Regions from separate parts of the Mus musculus genome. Here region 1 is linked to region 2. The links are chromatin contacts, called in public ChIA-PET maps. All regions are on one chromosome and are shown on one strand. The core of a region is the stretch at or near the end of the contact, and the rest is flanking DNA. Distances in the headings are between cores, read along the strand shown.

Region 1 (6,341 bases), core at 136-2,635, 120 kb before region 2:
TCTGTGTAGCCCTGGCTGTCCTGGAACTCATTCTGTAGACCAGGCTGGCCTCAAACTCGGAAATCCGCCTGCCTCTGCCTCCGGAATGCTGGGATTAAAGTGTGCGCCGCCACTGCCCGGCTTAGTCACCTTCCTATTGCTATGATGAAACACCATGACCAAAGCTACTTGGGGGTGGAGGAGGGGTTTATTTGGCTTACATGTCCCGAATTACAGTCTACTGAGGGATGCTAAGTCAGGAAGTCAAACCAGGCAAGAACCTGGAGGCAGGAGCTGATGGCTTGTCTTCCCCTACGTTGCTCAGCCTGCTTCCTTATAGAACCCAGGACCACCAGTCCAGGGATGGCACCACAATGGGCTGTGTTCCCTCCCACCCCCCATCAATCACTAATTAAGAAAATGTCATACAGCCTTATCTTATGGAGGCGTTTTCTCAACTGAGTTTTTCTCCTCTCAGATGAACCTAGCTTGTGTCCCTGGTCGAGCTGACACAAAACTAGCCAAGACAGAGGGTGTGAGGGCCGATAGGGAAGAGGGCTTGTTTTGGAAGTAGAAGATACCTTGAGAACGGTGAATTGGAGTGTTGGAGAGGATGGAGGGCTGAGCTCTGGCATCAGGGCAACGTTGGGTGCTGGAGTGGCTCTAGGCGGTCCAAACCTCGGAACCCTGGGGTGTGCGTGGAGCAGTTGGAAAGGAATAGGTAGGTGTCTCTGCCAGGCCAAGCCTTGTCTCCAGAGTCTCTCGAGTATTCGGGTATATCTGGGGCCCCTTGTGGGCAAGGGTGAGGAATGTCAGGTTTGGAATGAGGGAGGGGCCCCGTCTGTCCTGGTCCTGAGTGGGGTCTTCAAGGAGTTGGCCGGGTCCTGGAAGGAGAGCCTTTGAATGTTACAGGGAAGGGAAGTGTGGGCAAGGAGAGAGGGAGCAATATCTAAGGAGCTGGGGCAGTTTTTAGGCCCGTGCAGGGCCTTGCTGCAAGGGGTTAGGGGAACGACAACACGGACAATACGGTATCTCAGAGGAGCTGGGAGGGGGCCCGGGGTCTGTGAGGTTCCCGGGGTCTTTGAGCAGGGTGGCTCTGGAGATCGGTGAGCTCCCAGGGTCTCATGAGGAGTTTGTGCAGGATTGGGAAGTGGGAGGCGAAGTCTTTGAGTCCCAGCGTGTTTGAGGTCCCGAGGCTCTGCGGTGCCGGATCTATGCGATTCTGGCTCTGTGAGGTCCTGGGTCTATGCGATCCGGGCTGTGTGAGTCCCCTAGGTCTGCAGGTCCCCGGGGCTCCGGATCTCTGAGCTCCCAGGTCTCCATCGCCCCGGGTCTCGGAGGAGGCGGGCCCGCCTGGTCGCCGCCGTCCCTCCCGGCCGGTGCTGGCGCCGCCCCGCCTGACATCAGTTCCTGCGGCCGCGCAGGGCCCGCGTCTCCTTCCCGGCTCGGCGCTCGGGAGGCGGCGGCGGCGGAGCGAGGCCCGGGCGAGGCGAGGCGAGGCGAGACGAGGGCGGCGGGCGCCGGGGCCCGCGGCCGGCACGACGGAGCCCCCGCACGGCCGGCGGCAGCGGTTGGCGGCGGCCCCGGGCTCCCGGCGTGGGAAGCGGCGGCGGGGCGGCGGCGGCAGCGCCATGGAGCCGCGGGAGGTGAAGGACCGAATCCTGGAGAACATCTCGCTGTCGGTGAAGAAGGTGAGCGGCCTCCTTCGGCCCCGACCCCCTCCCCGGTCCCCGTCGCTAGTCCCCCCCGGGTCGCCTCCATGACCGGGACCCCGGGCCACTGTCGTCCTGGCGACCCTGGGCCCTGCTGGAGAAGCAGGCGACTCCCGGGAGCGCCGCGGCCTCCGAGCTATTTTTAAAGAACAAAGTTGAGGTCAGCGTCCTCGGAGCTCCCCGGTGCCCGAATCGGCCTTGTCTTCCCGCGACTGGCCCGTGACACCTCGGGAAGGCTGCGGGTAGGACGGGGCAGGGAGAGCATCCTCGAGGAATCCACTGCATCTTCCCTCCCTCCCTCGGGGCAAAGGCCGAGAACCAGCACCTGCTGGTCACCCCAGCTGTGCCCTGCGACATTGCTTGGGGACCCACGGAATCCCCAAGTCGTCCTAACTCCAGGATGGCAGTTTAGAAAAAAGCGAGTTACAGAGCTCTGAGTGAGGACCTGAGGTGTCTAGGGTTGTAGTTTTGGAAGGTAAGCCGTGGGACGGTGACACTATGACACTTTGGGTTGGGGCTTGTTAGTATTGGTCATTGCCCCAATTCCTGGTAGGAATGACTACCTGTCAAGGGCACGCACAGGGGTGAGGAGACAGGCCAGCCTCAGAAGGCTGGGTGTGGTGATGCATCTCTGTCATCCAGCACACAGGAGGCTAAAGCAGAGTCCTGAGGTCCAAGCTAGCCTGGACTACATAGTGAAACCGAAAAATAGAGGAGTGGGGAAGATTGACTAGCCTGCCTTCATGCTTTTTCTGTGTGTGTGTGTGTGTGTGTGTGTGTAACTATACTTTAGGAGCTGTGTGTGTGTCCGTATGTAAATGGGAGAGTGGAGGTCAGAGGTCAACTTTTGAGAATTGATTCTCTCCTATCCTGTTAATTCCAGTACTCAAACTCAATGTGTAAGTTTTGGCAGCAATGCCTTCACCCACTGAAGCATTTCTCTGGCCCTCTTCTTTCTTGCTTTTCTTTTCTTTTCTTTTCTTTTCTTTTCTTTTCTTTTCTTTTCTTTTCTTTTCTTTTCTAACAGTCTCACTATACAGACAAGGCTAACCTCAAACTCTCCCTCCAGAGTGCTGGCCTTAAAGATGAGTACCACACCGCCTGCCTCCTTTAGGGTTCTTTGTGCATAGAGGCACATGCCTTTGATCCCAGCATTTGAGAGGCAGAGTCAGGTGGGTTTCTATGAGTGTGAGGCCAGCCTGGTCTACATAGTGAGTTCCAGGACAGCCAGAGCTACATAGTGAGACTGTATCTTGAAGAAAAAACAAACAAACAAGAAAACCAAAACAAACAAACAAACAAAAAACAGAAAATAAAAAATAAAAAGGTTTCTGCTTCTAATAAGGCCTACTCCAAGAGAGGAAGCTAGTGGTGGCCATTTAGTTTGAAGGAAGCTGCGCAGTTCTAATTCTCTCTCTGAACAACTAGCCGGGTGCTGGCTCACACCTTTAATCCCAGCGCTCAGCTGCTAGAGGCAGGTGGATCTCTGCAAGTTCAAGGCCAGCCTGGTCTACAGAGGAGAGTGCTACCACAGGCAGGGAAGGCTAAATGAAGAAACCCTGTCTCTAAAAATAAAACCAAGGGCTGGAGAGATGGCTCACGGGTTAAGAGCACTGACTATTCAGGACAAAGGTCCTGAGTTCAAATCCCAGCAACCATGTGGTGGCTCCCAACCATCTGTAATGAGATCTGACGCCCTCTTCTGAAGACAGCTACAGTGTACTTAGATATAATAAGAAATAAATCTTTTTAAATTTTTTTAAATTTAATAAAATAAAACCAAAACAAACCAACCAACCAGAAACAAACAAACAAAAACCTCACAAAACAAAACAACAGCTAGAAAGTTCAGCTCCGGGGCTGGAGAGATGGCTCAGCAGTTAAGATCACTGACTTTTCTTCCAGAGGTCCTGAGTTCAATTCCCAGCAACCATACGGTGGCTCACAACCATCTGTAATGAGATCTGATGCCCTCTTCTGGTGTGTCTGAAGACAGCAACATGGTACTCATATTCATAAAATAAATAAACAGATTTAAAAAAAAAAAAAAGTTCAGCTCCCACCATAGACACCGAGGCTGAAGCAGCCATGGCAGACCTGGTAAGATGGCCAAAGCAGGGAAACTGGCTTGCAAGCCAGAGTTGGTGTGCAAACTGGATGACTTGGGTTCAATCTCCAGAACTCACGATGGAAAAAGTAAATTCAAAACAAAACAAAACAAAAAAAAATGCTGCTGGACAGATAGCCAGGTCAGTGGCTAAGAGCACTGGCCTCTTTTCCAGAGAATCTAAGTCAGGGTCCTAGCTCCTAAGCTGAGTGGCTAACTACCGCCTGTACACCAGCGCTGCATGCCTGTGTGCGTGTCTCCCTGCACCAACACACAAGGAACCTTTTAAACAGCAGCCGTTGTCTTCCAGAAGACTCTGTGTTGGTAGAGACTGGGAGGCCCTCACTAAGCCTTGGCAGACTGATAGTCTTCTCAGAGAAAGAAGGCTGCGCGGTGCGGCATCCAGGCTAGCAGGAACATCCTCCAAAGAAGTGCCCCGCCCCCAGGTGGTTTTCTGGGGGTGAGTATCAAGGGTTCTGCTAGAGGTGGCTAGAATGTGCACCCTGGAAAAGCCACACAGCCTCGCACAGAGGCCAGCAATGCACACAGACCCAGGCCGAGCTTTGGATTCTGGATCCTAGCAGCCAGCGGAGCCTCCGGTGACGTCACCAGTCAGACGTCAGACTCTGCTCATAATGCAGTATGGAAATTCAGTTCCGTGAGAGAATAGACCTACACTGCCCGCACCATCCCTGCCACACACTCAGGCCCTGTGACAGCTGCCACTGTCCCCTGCACGGTTCTGTCTCTTTTTCCCTGAGGTGGGGCTGGCACCCAGGGCTGTGTGCATGCTCTATGAGCGCTCTACCATGACCCACAACCACGGGCCTTTTTTATTTATTTCATTATTTTACTTTACCTTATTCTTTTAGATAGCCCAAGCTGACAAAATGGCCTCCTGGTGATTTTTGATCTTTTCCCTCCACCTTGCAAGCGCTGGAATTACGGGCATGCACACCACATCTGGCTTCTGTATGTTGCTGGGGATTGAACCTCCACCTTGCAAGTGCTGGAATTACGGGCATGCACACCACATCTGGCTTCTGTATGTTGCTGGGGATTGAACCCAGGGCCCCTGGAGTGTTGGGCAGACACTCCACACACTGAGCTACATCCTGAGTATCCCGTCTCTCTGTTTTCTTTTTTGGTTTTGCAAGGCAGGGGGTTTCTCCGTGTAGCCCTGGCTGTCCTGGAACTCTCTCTCTCTGTAGACCAGGCTAGCCTTAAACTCACAGAGAGGCTAGCCTCTACCTCCAGAGCACTGGGATCAAAGACATTCGACACTCTGTCCAGCCATTTTTTTTTTTTAACTTGTCTGAGATAGTATCTAACCATGTTGCCCAGGCTGCTCTCGAACTCATGTTCTCTATCCTTAGCCTTCGAAGTAAGTACAATTATAGACCTGAGGCACTTTGCCCTCCTTCCTGGAAACTTTCTCTTAAAGGATCATGTGGAGAATATTTTTAAGCACTACAGCCTTCACCAAAATCACCCACTTCTTTCCTTTTTACTGCAAAGCAACCGCACATTTGTGAGTAAGGCTGTATTCTAGTAAACCTTTATAAAAATAGACCAAACTTTGGCCCACAGGTAGTTATTTATATATGGACACCTGGGTATACCCAAAGAAGTTCCTGTCAAGGTGGGCTGGGGAGCACTGTCAGAGATGACATGAGGGTGGCTAGGCCTGTGGAGAGTTCAGCGTGCATGCAGCTCACCTTTGTTACATCAGGCTTGCAGGGCGAATGTGGCTGCTGCTTCACCTGTTCAGTAGAGTCAACACTGCCTCCTGCTGACCAAGCCTCAGAGAGGGCCTGTTTCCAGCACATGGGCCCTAGCAGCCAGAGCCCACCCCCTTCTGGGTCTGGATCCGGAGGCTCAGATGACCAGGCTCCAGATGTGGCCTAGCCCAGCTGCACAGGGCTGCGTCCAAGACTGTCTGGGGAGGGGGCTCAATTTTTTTTTTTTTTTTCAGACAGGCCTCTGATAGCCCTGGCTGTACTTGGTACTTGCTAGGTAGATCAGACTGGCCTGGAACGTACAGAGCTCCACCTGCCTCTGCCACCTGAGTGCTAGAGTTAAAGGTGTGTGCGGCTATGCCTGGCCTTTCCTTTCAGCTCCTTCAGATAGCTTAGCCCTGGTAGTGGGTTGAAAGTTAGTGAAAGTCCAGGCCTTTACTTTTACATCATTAGTTTTTGTTCTCTCAGCTTTCTGGGAAAATATTCTGAAAAAACCCCAAGGCCTTGAGTCACTGGGACAAAGATCTAAGTAAAATAATAGCCACACACCTATTTTATGAAGGAAGTCCCTCTTCCTTCTGCTGGGTCATGGTATTGGCCCCGGCTCTTTCTCTTTGGTTGCAGAAGAGGCTGTGAAGGACCCAAGGGCTCCCAAGCAGGAATCACATAGTGTGTGGGCACTGCAGGCTCTGACCCTGTAGGTCACCCCACTGACATCAGGAACAGGTGTGGGACAAATGTTGCCCTGCTTCTCCTGAGCTCTGCCCATCGGGCTTACAAAGTGCTTCTTTTAATACACTGCTT
Region 2 (6,976 bases), core at 2,984-5,483:
GAGTAGTTTATTTTAGGCATATTTAATCATAGCACAATTTGGTGGAAAACTTCCTGGTGTTATTAACTTAATAAAGCATAACACCTGACCACATTGAAAATCTTTCTAAAGTACACACAAGGCATCTTCCATACTCACGGGTTCTGTAGATTTGCTAAATGTGGCGCCTTCCATAAAGGTAGGTTCTATCGATTGACGAGCTCACGTAAGGGTCTGGGGGAAAAGCTGGTGTGATCTCAGTCACATCAATAGTTCAAAGGTCACAAGGTTATTAACTATACCTGCTTCCAGTCTCTGGGCAGATAACAAGTGACATATCCGTCCCTTTGAAGAACAACCTCTGTGTGTGTGTGTGTGTGTGTGTGTAACATTCTTGGTTCTCCCAGTGTTTACATGTGAGCCCAGAGCATCCCATGCCTTTCCAGTGACAGCTGGCAAAGGATGACTATGATGGTGGTCCTAAAGATGGGCATGGAGTCCCAGCACTTAGTAGGCAATTGAATCTCTTTGACTTTGTGGTCTACATAGCAAGTTCCCGTACAGCCAGGGATATTGTAGAGAGACCCTGTTTCACAAACCAAGAGAAAAAGGTGGGCCCAAAAGACATGACATAGGAACAGCCGTGCCATCTGAGTTTGAGAGGGAGAATTATGCTGTTTCATTAGAGACAAAATGAATGTCACCTCTCAGAATGTGTTTCCCCCATTCAGTGAAGCACTAATTTGTGAATATATGAGACATATACACATACAACATATTTGGCATCCAATATCTCCATGTCAACCAAAACAACAACAACAAACATCGTTTCTAACACGCTCTTCCTAGCTTGCTTTCTTCTCTCATACTGTTTCTGTGTGCTGCTAAGGTTCCTACTTGAAGGCTCTGGCTAGGAACTCTTCACTGGCCATCCACAGGACTGCTCCCTGGGCTCCTGCATAAACATGTACTTACCAATAAGGCTTAAAGACCATTTAGGATTACAGGGCACACATTATCTTTGATCACCCTGTATTCTTCACGCTAGCACTTACTTTTGGTGGGAGAAAGATGCAGAGAATCAGACCGTGAACAGTGAGCACTGCACGCTTAACACTGAGCTATACCCGCCAGCCACCTCTGCTCATTCATTTCCTTCTTCTGCTGGTTTGTGTTCTCCTCCCAGGCCCTGCTAGGTGACTCTTTAAGAGATCCTTGTATTTTTATGCACTGGTGTATTTAAAGCACCAGCAGGCTCAGGTGCACAGTGGATGGACGCTCAAAAGTTATAACAGATGGATTAAGAGCTTGGCTTTTAGAGACGGCTTGGGGTTTAAGAGCACCTGTCACTTTTCCAGAGGAAAAGGTGCTTGGTTGCTAGCACCTACTACTGTCAGGAGGCTGACAACCTTCTAACTTCTAGTTCCAGGGGATCTGATTCCAATCTTCTGTCCTCCGTGGGCACTAGGCACGAAGGTGGTGCGCAGACATCCATGCAGACCACGCTGTGCCTGCTGTTTAGAATAACAAATCTAGTAGTCTATTGAAGCTATGCGCTTTCCCTCTAGGGATGGCCGATTTGCACTCAGACAGGAGGACAACCCTAGAAGACTTTTTCTATTAGACTGCTGGCTATTAAATATTTATTCCTTAACTTCAGTACTTCTGAAGGGCAGAGAGGCATTTTACAACTAACTTAATGTTTTGCCTCAAAGGGGAAAAACCTACTACAGCATGTAGGAGCACTAACCGCAGCCAACAATATTTGAAGGACTTCCCATATTCCTATATTCCTAAAATCTCAAAAAAAAAAAAGCTCATTTAATTTGACCAGGGAAAGGTTATTATTGTTAGAATTTTAAATTCCCTCCTCTGCCTGATTTGGCATGAAAAGTTGTCTTTTCCTAGAATAATGAGAAACATTAGTGTTTCTAATGTTCCAAAGCACACACAATTTCACCACATGCAAAAAAGGAAATAAAAATCCAAAGGCATGAGCTAAAGGACAGCATTTCTGCTCAGAAGTACTGTCTTAAAAACTGGGGTATGGCAGATGTGGAGATGGCTCCGTGGTTAGGACTCTTTCTATCCTTGCTCAAGACCGCGGTTCCAAACTGCCTATAACTCCAGCTCCACAAGACCCACACCCTTTCTGACCCGAAAGGACATATACACATAAATTTAAAAACCCACAGAACAAAAACAACAAAACATTGGGCACAATAAAAAACAGAGACCGGAGGATCTTTAGTTCAAATTTATCCTCAACTACAAAGCTGAGTTCAAGACCCGCTTGAGCTTCTTGAGTCTTTCTCAAAAACAGTGAAAAATTCTAAAGGAAATAGAATTTAAAATTCAATCAGACTCTCCTTGTCTGTGCAATGAAGTGCTGGGAAATCATTCTCGGAGTGTCAATACACCATATATGCCATATTATTCTAACGTCCCAGGATAAGATTTCACTGATGTCCTGGGGCTGCGACATAGAGAAACCCTGTCTCGAAAACCAACTAACCAAATAATGATTTGAATTGTTTTACTTGGTTACAAGACAAGAAAACATGGTGAACACAACATATTTTAAGTAATCACTACTAAAGGTTTCAGACTATTTATGTAATCTTAAAGACACAGTATACAGTTTTATAACTACCAAGCCCACCTATTCATGAAATTTGAAATCGAAACGCTTCTGCTAAATTTCTCTCATCTGGCAGTCATCAAAATCCCGATTGGTTCCTTCAACATGTTTTGACCTTTTCAGTCTGTCATCATAAGCTTTACCCCACTATTACAGAAAACATAAGCAGTCGCCATAATTACACATAGTGAGAAGACAAAAAAAGAGGTTTACTGTAGCCAAGACACAAATAGATGAGTCAGGACGGGCTGGTTCCTTTATGATACCAGGCTTTTGTGAAGAAAAACCACGTCAACCATTAGGGGGAAGAAAACTGCACAAAAGCTGGAAGTCAAATTTAGCAGCGTTTTTCAAGTTTTCTGGGTTTGCGAAATAGTGCCAGAATTTTCAGCATTACACACAACTAAGATTCGCATTTTTAAATATTCCTCAAGAAGACATTTGCTTTTTCGGAAAGTGAAAGGGCGATGGATGTCAGGCACGTATTTTATTATTTATTTTTAATAAACTCATAGCTTTTTGAAAATAAGTGGAAGTTAAATCGACAGAAGAAAGCCATCACAGCATATTTATTGTTCAGGCTTCTGGGTCAGGGAGAATGGGCCCTGAAAGCCTTGTGCTCCGAGGGCCAGCCAATGGAAGCCGAGCTCTCAGCGCTCCTCCACCTCGTGGGCTGCACGAGCCCCGCCTCCTGGTGCTAGGTTCCGCGGAGTTTCGGCACCTTTGTTGCTTTCGGGACCGAACTTGACTTTGTTTGCAGAGGTGGAGGATGCCGAGCCCGGTTCGCCCGTAAGCCGCTTCCCACGGCGGCGATTTAAGTTTCCCCACGCAGGATGTCATCCCTCGCACGGGGGGACACACCCCGCTTCCGATGGGCTCCCGGATCCCGCACGCCCTGGGGCTGCCTCTCCCGGTTCACACGCTGCTGCTGCTGCGGCGCCGGCGGCGGCTGCAGAGCCCGAGGGGCCTCGCGACCCCCAGGCGGAGAACAAAGGGGGCCGGGGCCGCGCCCGCCGCCGGCCACGCCCATCGCGAGCCGCGGGGCCGCGCCCCGAGCCCCTCCCCCGCCCCCGGGCCGCGCAAAATGGCGGCCGCGCTACAAAATGGCAGCCGGGCGGGCCGTGGCGTGGGGACGCTGTCCCCGCGCGCGGCCGGGGTTCCTTCCCACGCTGTCCATGAGCTCGCGCGCGTGTGCGCGTCACATCCCCGTGAACCCCGGGGGCCCCCCGAGTGTAGACGGGCAGGTCAGAGCGCACACGGGAGCGGAGCTAAGGAGGACGGGGTTCGGGGACCCCTGACCTAGCGCCTCCCTGCCACTCCCAAGCCCCGGCGGCTGCGCCTCCATCTTTTCAATGTCCCCGCCATTCCGCGTCTCCCAGTCCGCTCCCTTGTCCCCACGCTTCCTCCTTGGATGGGAGTGTGTCGTCGGTCGTGGGCTCGGCTAAGGCCGTGTACTTTTTGTTGGGACTTTTCGCTGTCTTCTCTCAGAAAATGGCTCGCTTTCCATTCATCCCCTCAGGTTCCCTTTGTAGCCCTCTTTCCAGAAACTTCTCAGGGTAGCTCGGCCAGCAGCGGCGGCGAGCTCCGCGGCCTTCTCCACCCTTCACTGTCATCCCACCCCGCGCATGCGCCTGGCGGCGGCGGGCCGCGGCCCAGGCGCGCGCCCGGGAGACTGTGAGAGTGGCGCGGGCGCGCGCGGGTCCGCGGGGGCGGTGCTCTCTCACAATGGAAAGGTTGCCTCCCCCTCCAACGTTTCCCTCCGCGGCGAGCGCAAGCGCACTCGGGCGACCTCGCGTTCCTTGGAGGGGCTGGGAGGAGGGAGAGAAATGGGTGGCCTTGCCGCGCGCGTGCGCAGTTCGGCGCCGTGCATTTTTTTTTTTTTCCGCGTTGCCTGTGTGATGAGAAGTGGATCTGAGGACCTTCTTGTCCTGTCCTCCTTTCTCAACCCCCCCTCCCCCCCCCCCCAGTCTCGAAAACGGGTCCCTCCGGCTTGGAGGCAGGCCGGACAAAGCCGAGGCAGTGGGGTCGTCTTGCCCACCCTCTCCCGATCCACGTTTGAGAGTTTCCCGATGGACCTGGAGACCCTGCAGGCCCCGGGTGTTGGGCTGCCGCATTGTTCTCGCCTGGAAAGCGGAGGCGAAGGTGCCCTTGCTGGCGGGCCGCGTGTGCAGACGGAGCTCGCCGGGCCGCTCGGGTTCCCTTCGCCGTGGGCTTGCGCCGCGGTGACCACAGTGACCGCGATCGCACTTCCCAAGAAGTGTAGTGGAAAGGACTGTCAGGGCTGTGGGTTCCTGGGGGTGGGGGGCGGGGAAACTAAGAAACCCAAAACCCCACTTGTCATGGAGCCCACCTATGTGAACCCAGAGTTTGAAGGGCAGCCAGAGAAATTGCCTCTCGGGTTATTAGTGTGGGGCGGAGTGTGAGCCAGGAGTCTCCGTGAAGAAAGCACGCTGGTTGTGACAGCCCCACGTCGGGGAGACCCCAGGCTGCCCTTGGCCCTGCTGCTCCCCGGCGTGGGGTGGCGTGGGGGTGGCGGAGCGGCCTGCAGGTGTGTGAGCGCCCTTGACCTCTGTGAGGTCACCCGCCCGGGCTCTGGGCGGAGCCGGATCCGCCTTCCCGGTGGGAACCATGAGCTGGTGACCGGTTCCTCCCGGAACCATTAGTGTGGAAAGCCAGGCTAGAGGTAGAATTCTAGCAAAGCTGTAATACACGGGTTGCAAATGAACACTGAGTCATACAGTCTGTAAATTTGGAGAATCCCTGCCGCACGTTTCTCTGAACAGAAATTATATTTAATAGGGTCTTTCAAATCATTTTTCCACCAGTAGGAAAATAAAGCAAATACTGAGTTGGTTTTTTTAAAGTGTCCTAAAACATTAAAAAAAATTTTGGGGGGATTACATTGTTGAATAACTAGGATTTTTAGAAATATCCTTTACCATTTTTGTTTTGTTTTGTTTTTTAAGTTAGCTGCTCACAATGTAGCTCTGGCTGGCTGAGCTAGGCTGGTCCCTCCTCCAGGTGTTGCAAGTACCAAACTGATCTTAAGGGGAAATGTCCTTTCAGTGCAAGGTTTTTAGGACGAAGAACAACAACAACAAAGAAAAGAAAGAAAGAAAAAGAAGGGCTCTGTGTTAAAATTCAGATGTGTAGAGGTGGGGAAAACACCAGATTTAGGGCGTTTTTTTTTTTATTTACCTTTCTGAGCATTGGTGTTTTGCCTGCATGTATGTTTTTGTGAGACGGACAGATGTTGAATTTAGAGACAGTTGTGAGCTGCCATGTGGGAGCTGGGATTTGAACCTGCATCTTCAGGAAGGGCAGTCGGTGCCCCTAACCACTGAGATTCATCGAGCCCCTATTTAGGGCGTTTTGTCAGTGAAATTGTAAGAGATAACTCTCACTGGATGGGTGTGTGTTTTTTTAAAGTATTTTGAAATTCATCTAGACTCTTCAAAGAAAGTTATCTTCAGACATTTTTGCAGCCTTCAAACTAGAGTCAGTTTTCTTTCATTCTTTCCCCCCCCCCCCCCCCTTTGAGACAGGGTTTCTCTGTGTATCCCTGGCTGTCCTGGAACTCACTCTGTAGACGCTGGCCTCGAACTCAGAAATCCACCTGCCTCTGCCTCCCGAGTGCTGGGATTAAAGGCATGCGCCACCAAGCCCGGCTTTTTCCTTTTTGTATTTTATTTTATTTTATTTTATTTGTTTTTCGAGACTAGAGTCAGTTTTCTAAGAGGAGCCATAGAGCTGAAAACTCAAAAACGGTGAGAAACGTCAGTACATTTCATAAGCAGTTAACCACATTGTGTTTGATTTTTTTATTTCTAGTATTCTATCAAGTACACTTATATAATCTCTGAATTGGTCAAAAGCCGGGACTTGCATTACTTATCTTCTGTTTGGGTCCTGATAGTTTCAATGTGGCAATTTGCTAGATCTGGGGTATTTGGATAATGTGTATCATTTAGGGCAAAGAGTTTCCTTAGAGTTCCCTGCTCCCCCACCCTCCCAAGGTTTTTCTCTGCATAGCCCTGGGTGTCCCGGAACTCAAGATGTAGACCATTGCTGGCCTCAAGCTCAGAGATCCGCCTGCCTTGGCCTCCCTAGTACAGGTATCCCCACTGCTTGGCTTCCCTGCTTTTTTGTTTTTTGTTTTGTTTTGTTTTGAATGTGAAGATTAACACTACTTTTGGGGTTTTAAAGGATAAATGAGGCAGTAAAATGCCATTAATTCCAGCAATGGCAGAGGCAATTGGTAGGGAGTCCAGGCCTGATCAAAAAATAAAAATGAAAATAAAAAAAGAAAAGGATCTATGAAAATGACTGTTAGTAACATTACCATTTGTTCATATG

The links. ChIA-PET counts read pairs in DNA pulled down with a chosen protein or histone mark.
Region 1: a contact with region 2 is called in an RNA polymerase II ChIA-PET map of memory CD8 T cells, with 42 read pairs. The contact joins the promoter of Plekhm2 here to the promoter of B330016D10Rik in region 2. A contact is called at or near these places in 1 of 39 promoter capture datasets (liver), 1 of 484 Hi-C or Micro-C datasets (embryonic stem cells), 3 of 115 datasets of contacts at active chromatin or transcription factors (effector CD8 T cells, embryonic stem cells and memory CD8 T cells) and 1 of 9 other capture datasets (adipose tissue).

The regions. Positions count from the first base shown.
Region 1 is chr4:141,659,190-141,665,530 of GRCm38.p6, reverse strand. Plekhm2 (pleckstrin homology domain containing, family M (with RUN domain) member 2) reads left to right here and starts at 1,385. Exons shown (of 20, transcript NM_001033150.2): 1 at 1,385-1,670. The coding sequence starts at 1,611.
Region 2 is chr4:141,543,419-141,550,394 of GRCm38.p6, reverse strand. B330016D10Rik (RIKEN cDNA B330016D10 gene) reads right to left here and starts at 4,233. Exons shown (of 1, transcript NR_030695.1): 1 at 2,082-4,233.